Regions from separate parts of the Arachis hypogaea genome. Here region 1 is linked to region 2. The links are chromatin contacts, called in public Hi-C maps. All regions are on one chromosome and are shown on one strand. The core of a region is the stretch at or near the end of the contact, and the rest is flanking DNA. Distances in the headings are between cores, read along the strand shown.

Region 1 (3,502 bases), core at 734-3,233, 77 kb before region 2:
GTGATGAATGCTGAAATGTTCGAGAAGAATAATATCTCGGACAATGTTACTTAGTGCTTAATGTACACTTTATTGGCTTGTTTAATTTAACATGCTTTTTATCTTCACATTTCTTTCATAGAAAACGACTAACAGAATTTTGGGGGTGAACCTAAAGCACGGTCCCATTCATCTATGAAGTGCTCAATGAATCCGTTTTTACTTGTTTTGTTTGTTTGTTATGCATGTTCCTTCATTTAACTTTGAAACTTATGGTAGTGTCCAAAAAAGCTAACCATATAGGAAAAAAGATCATGCTTTAAATTCACAATGTTTAATACTTTGTCCAAAGTGCAACATGGAGGAATCTTTTGAAACTAGGTCTATTTATATTTGAGAGTTTAGATTGATCAAGATTTTTTAGTTATCAATTTTGATGATTGAAATTGTTTGTGAACTTCTAATATTAAATTATGGATAATTTATTATGTGAAATTGTGAAATTTTGAATTTTATTTAGTTAGAAATGATTGAATTTATATATTTAAAATTATATATAGATTTTTTAATAATTTTATTTAATATTTAATTAAACCGGTTGTACTCCGATTAAATCCCGGTCGAACCAATAAACCTGTGAACCAGTGACCTTACTGGTTTATTGACCAGTCCAGTTCTCGCAACCTTGATTGAGGGTATCAATGTTAACCCTCTCAATCTCTGTTACTTTTCCACCAACGTAATTAACCTTCTCACATGCCCCTCTCTCAAACTGTCCTCTATGATTAATAGACACAGTTATATAGATGGTGGTCATTCTTGGAAATAAAATTAAACAATACAATCTAAGAAAACATTGTCTGTAACTGCAGCTAACACAAACCATCAACCAACTATTCTAACGATTCTCAAACATATAAAATTAATCACAGGGTTTGATAAGGTAACAGAATCTATCTAACTAGTGGCAATGACATATGAAATTAATCAAAAGTGGCAATGCCATACCTCTGTTCTTCGCGGATCAAAGGGAGTGACATCTTCGCTGTCGATGACGAAAAGCCTGGTATGACGCTCTGCTCGCTAATCTATGCACGATTCTCAATTACGTCTTCATGGTGATCGATTGGGGAGTGCTTCGGTCGTCTTCTCCGAATTGGGAATGGAACGACGGCGACGATGAACCTCTGCTAGGGCACAACATATTCTCCTGCAAAATGTACTTCTTTTTCCAAACCCTTAGCGAAAAAAATTGTTCACTTCCACATAGATAGGGCTTTGGAGGATTGGAGTGCCACGTAGAGTCGAATAACCACGAAGCAAGTGCATATCCAAGCCAGGATACTTTTGTCACACGGAAGGCATGTTGCGTGGGTACAAGTTTAGTTTCGATCTCGTATGGGCACATATGTCAACGTTTTCATCTTTTATGGGTACAAATGGTCATTTATTCTATGTTGTGTTGTGTTTATGCTTTGAGCTTAATTGTTTTTAATTTGTGATTGTATTAAAAATTTCAATAATAATATAATGGGTATTAAATTGTTAATATTATAACAAACTTTCATGTTGTCATTTTCTATTTGGATATTTTCTTTTGTTATTTAATTTTTAAGTTCACTTGATAAGATCATATGACTTTGGTTGATAATATTTTATGTAGTGCTTTAAATTTAAAAGACTTTTAAAGTTTATATTAAATTATAATTATATTTTAAGATATTTATTTATATTTTATTTGTTATTATATTATAAAACGATTTTTTTACTTGAATCACAATATTGAACTAGTTGGATCAATAAATTAATAACTAGAGTGATTCGATAACCGATCTGTTTTTCAAAACCATAGTAATAATCAAGATTCAAGATATAAAAAAAATGATAATAATCAAATAATAATAAGAAATGAATAAATCAAGGGCAGCCCAATGGGCTAAACAATTATTCCTATTGGCCACTGTGATCATGCTTGGACCGGTCATAACTACCTAACATAATGTGTCAGGTGGTTTACATAAAAAAGAAATCCGTTCAATCCCAATAAAAAAAAGAAAACCATTATGCGATGTATATAGCTTGCCAATACAGTTTTAAAAGAAAGCCGCTTAAGGCCAAAAAAAAAAAAAAAAAGCGGTTCCTCGTTATTAGTTTTTTGTTTTATTTTTTTTTTTTAATTGTTGGAATTATTTGCCTCAAAGATTTATATTGTTTTGTTAATGATTTTCTTTTTTTTTTTTTGATATTTTGTTGGAAATTCCATTTCTTCTTATGTTGAGGATCCATACTGTTTTATTTACTATGTAGTTTTTTTTTTCCATAAATAAATCTTATAGAAAAAAAGAAAAACACCAATGCTCAGAATGAGCAGAGATGCAAAACCAAAACTGTTCTATTCCTTTCAAAACTATTGATTAAAAATAAAAGCATATAATATTGAAAAAATGAATAAATCAAATAAATTTGATAGTTGTGTAATAGATTAAATTACTCTTAAATAAAATGAAAATATATCGTTAATGCTTATTTTATTATTATAAACAAAAATACATTTAAAAGTTTATATGGTGGTTACAATTACATCTAAATCCTTTAATGAGTTATGTGTACATACAATTTATTTGTTTCGATATATATATTCACCTTTCTGGCAATAGACGTGTGCCTCCGTTAATAAAATTGTACACATGTAATGTTTTAGGTCCAAAATGGCACTATTACTATGAATGACATAGCAATTTGTTGCCACATAAGATAAAATCTTTTTAAAATTAAATTATTAAATGAAATTAAACCTAACCCTCTATCCTTTTGTCTCCAAAATTTCTGGAACCCTAATAAAGACAAAGAACATGGCTTCAATTCAGGAACGAAGTTTACAATTTTTGAAAAATTAATCAACCAAAACAAAAATTTAAAATAGAAGTAGAAAAAAACAATCAATCAGAACAAAAATTTAAATCAATGAAAAAAATTTTAATATCTAACAATAGTACCAAATTTAAACCACAACAATAATTTTCTAATAATAGAAGCAGAAACAGATCTACAAAAATAGCACTGTAGAAAATAGAAACAGAACGTCAGAATCGCAAAAGCCTATGCGAAAATGATGAATCATGAGCTGTCAGCATGCGAACGCGAACCTAACGAGAACAGAAAGCAGGAAATTGATAGAACAAAAGTGGTGAGGTGGTGTGACTGCGATGGACAAGGCGGCGAGGCAACGATGACAGAGGCGACGAGCGGCAACTAACCATGCAACGAAGGAGGCTGTTGAGGAACGTTAAGGAAGAGAAGAGAAAACGGCAAGAAAGAGAAGAGGAACAGTGACAAAGATAAGAAGATGAGCGCCAGCAACAAGCAATCTGGCTCCGGTCTGGCGGTGCATAGGATAGAGAACAATGGTGGACCACTTTTGAGAAGTGAGAGGAGTGCGTCGAAAGGAAAAGAATTTTTTTTTGGTTTTTAGGTTTTAGAGATTGACAAACTTGTAGGTAGTGTTAGAAAAATGACAGAAAAA
Region 2 (3,402 bases), core at 280-2,779:
TTATACAAACAGGTGAACAGCATTATTTGCCTATAAAGAATGTGAGAGACCATCAGTTAACTTATAAATATCAGTTGCATATGTATAATTTCGTACAAAATGATCATATATTAGTATTTTACTAATTAACTTATTTATCTATTATTATATCGCATTTATAATAAAAATTATTTTAAGAGTAAAGTATCGTTTTTGTCCCCAAAGTTTGGGGTAAGTCCTATTTGTGTTCCTAACGTTTAAATCGTCCTATTTGTATCCTTAACGTTTATAAAAGTGATTCAATGTTATTCTATTATCAATTATACTAACAAATTAGATTATATTTTTCAATTATTCTCACTTGAATGTATTCATTCTCAATTAGGTCTCACTTGAATGTGATCGATTTTAATATTATATCCACTATTTGTGTTTAGATTCAATTATGTCCTTAGAAAAGTAAATTATGTAAATGTTGCAGGAATTAGTTTCAACATTTGATGAGCTATTTTTTAAAGTAGATCATCGATTCTATCCAAAACATTTATATTCTAATTTCAAGAAGAGGTTTTTAAAACTCAAACTAAAGCGTTCATAATGTGTAATTGACGGCAGGATAACATTGAATCACTTTTACAAATGTTAGGGATACAAATATAAGACGATTTAAACGTTAGGGACACAAATAGAATTTACCCCAAACGTTGGGGACAAAAACGATACTTTACTCTTATTTTAATGTATTGATATTTTAATATTTTAAAGAATAAAATATTTTCACTTATAAATTACTGATCATAATATAAGATCCAATCATGTTTGTGATAATATACTTCACAATCTTTTACGGATGCAAAAAAATTATTATTTGATGACAATTTACAAATTAAGATTTTTTTTTTCACATATTATATTCTTAGAAACATTTTCCCCATATCATCACTTCAATAAAAAGAAAGTGTTATATATATGATTAAACATTTATATTGTATAAAATATACTCATGCTATATATAAAGACAAATTAAGATTTAATTCAGAGTATAATTTTAGAAAAGATTTCCCATATCTTAAATTCAATAAAAATAAAAGTGTTACTACACAAAAAAAAAGAAAAAGTTGTTAAATTTAATAATTTATTTTAAAAAAAATTAAAATATAAAATAATTATATATATATATATATCTAATTATATAATATTATGTTAATAAAAATAATTATATTTTACAGTAATTATATAAATAATTATAAAAATATAAAAATAATTAAATAATTATATAAAATATTTTATATTACAAATACATCAAAATTAAATTCTCATTTTAAAAGATATAAAAATGGTCAATTGGATTACGTTGTCAATTCAGAACTCTATATTTATAATCTATTAAAATTTAGAAGTGAAAATATCTTTGCTCTCGCTGTCTCGCATATGAATTGAAACCCTTTTTTCTCATCATGTTATCATTTAATTTAAATATAATGAAATTTATATTTTTGAATTTATTAACCTTCTCCTTTTAAAAGGAAAAAGTACGATATTAAGATCCACATAGTATTTAAAAAGTACTTTTTATCATATAAATACATAATAATAATAATAATAATCAGTAAAAATTAAAAAGACATCATCATCTGCGAGACTGGTAGACTACCACCAGGCACCAGCATCAAAGAATCATCCAAAACAGGGTCACCACTCTCTCTCTCTATCTGCCTATTCTTTCTTCTTCTTTCTCTCATTTAATTAACATACAAACTCCAATAAATTATTCATACTCTCTCAACAACAAAAACCCAAACCTCAAACCCCTTTTCCTTCTTCACACACACACAAACGCCACATTTTCCCCTTCATTTGTCAGCGTCCTCATACTCATCCATCATCATATATGATATATCACATACATAATAATTAAATTAAATTAATCACCATCATCATCATCATTATTATTACTATTATTATAGACTCTTATAGATAATTATAGAGTTTGCATATATATTATTATTTTTATTTATACATATAGAGCTCTCTTAGTACCGATACATGCTCGCCGGCGATGCCGACGCCGGTAAGCGCAGCGAGGCAATGCTTGACAGACGAGGCGGCACGTGCTCTCGACGACGCTGTCGCGGTGGCGCGTCGCCGGAGCCACGCCCAGACGACCTCCCTCCACGCAGTCTCCGCTCTCTTGGCCCTCCCTTCCTCCTCCCTCCGCGACGCAATCACCCGATCTCGCACCGTCGTCACCGCCGTAGCCGCAGCCGTAACCGTCTCCCCGCGCCTCCAGCTGCGCGCCCTAGAACTCTCCGTCGGCGTGTCCCTCGACCGCCTCCCCTCCTCTAAACCCTCATCGACCTCCTCCACCGCCGACGACGACGGACCTCCGGTGTCGAATTCCCTCATGGCGGCCATAAAACGCTCCCAGGCGAACCAACGGCGCCACCCGGATACCTTCCACTTGATGCAAATCCACAATCACCAAAACCCTCAGTTCAATCAAGGAACCGCATCGTTTCTGAAAGTTGAGCTCAAACACTTCGTTCTTTCAATCTTAGATGATCCAATCGTGAGTCGCGTCTTCGGCGAAGCGGGTTTTCGGAGCCCCGACATAAAACTCGCACTTCTTCAGCCTCCTAACCCTCCGCCTTCTTCCAGAATCTTCTCAAGAACGCGCTACCCGCCCCCTCTCTTCCTCTGCAGTCTTGACTCGGGTCGACCCGGACCCGGTTTCTCTTCCGGGTTCCCATTCCTGGACGAGAACTGCAGAAGGGTTGCGGATATTCTAACGCGGAAGAACAAGAGAAACCCTTTGCTTATGGGTGTTTACGCGAAAACCGCGCTCAGAAGCTTCGTTGAGATGATCGAGAAGGGTCGTGGTGTTGCAATGTTCCCACCAGAAATGGCTGCGGTTAATGTCATCTCGGTGGAGAACGAGATTCAAGAATTCTTGATTTCTGGCGCCATGAGTGAGGAGAAGATGGGGTTGAGGTTTGAGGAGTTGGGTCGAGAAGCCGATCAATGCTCCAATGGTGGTGGTGTTGTTGTGAGCTTTGGGGATGTTGCGGCTTTTGTTAAAGATGGAGTGGATAGTGGTGCTGTTGGGTTTGTTCTTTCGAGGATAACGAGGTTGTTGTTGGACGGTGGTGGGGGTGGAGGGAAGGTTTGGTTGGTTGGGGTGGCGGAGAAGTGTGATGCGTATTCAAAGTTATTGGGTTTGTTCCCAAATGTGGAAAAAGATTGGGATCTGTATCCTATGACCGTCACGTCTGCTACACCTTCAATGGAAGGACTCTACCCTAAATCCAGGTGCGTCTCTTTCGTTTCTTTATAGTTTATCCTTTTTCTTCTTTTTGGTCTTTTTACCTTTTTATTGGTTAAAATGGCGATTTGTATCTTGGAGTTACAACAAGACATGGTTGA

The links. A called contact is a pair of places that touch in the nucleus more often than the background predicts.
Region 1: a Hi-C map of leaf shows a contact between it and region 2, with 2.2 times the contacts expected there. The contact joins the enhancer-like site here to the promoter of LOC112765501 in region 2. A contact is called at or near these places in 2 of 8 Hi-C or Micro-C datasets (leaf and an unstated tissue).

What each region holds. Positions count from the first base shown.
Region 1 is chr17:27,917,967-27,921,468 of arahy.Tifrunner.gnm2.J5K5, reverse strand. No RefSeq gene overlaps it. Among protein-coding and RNA genes, the nearest start is that of LOC112768873, 7.2 kb to the right of the region's middle. Within about 2 kb of position 1,983, at least 2 of the 3 cell types and tissues checked have open chromatin away from gene starts, as enhancers often do.
Region 2 is chr17:27,840,869-27,844,270 of arahy.Tifrunner.gnm2.J5K5, reverse strand. It overlaps LOC112765501 (protein SMAX1-LIKE 6), which reads left to right and starts at 1,529. Exons shown (of 3, transcript XM_025811398.3): 1 at 1,529-3,288. The coding sequence starts at 2,039.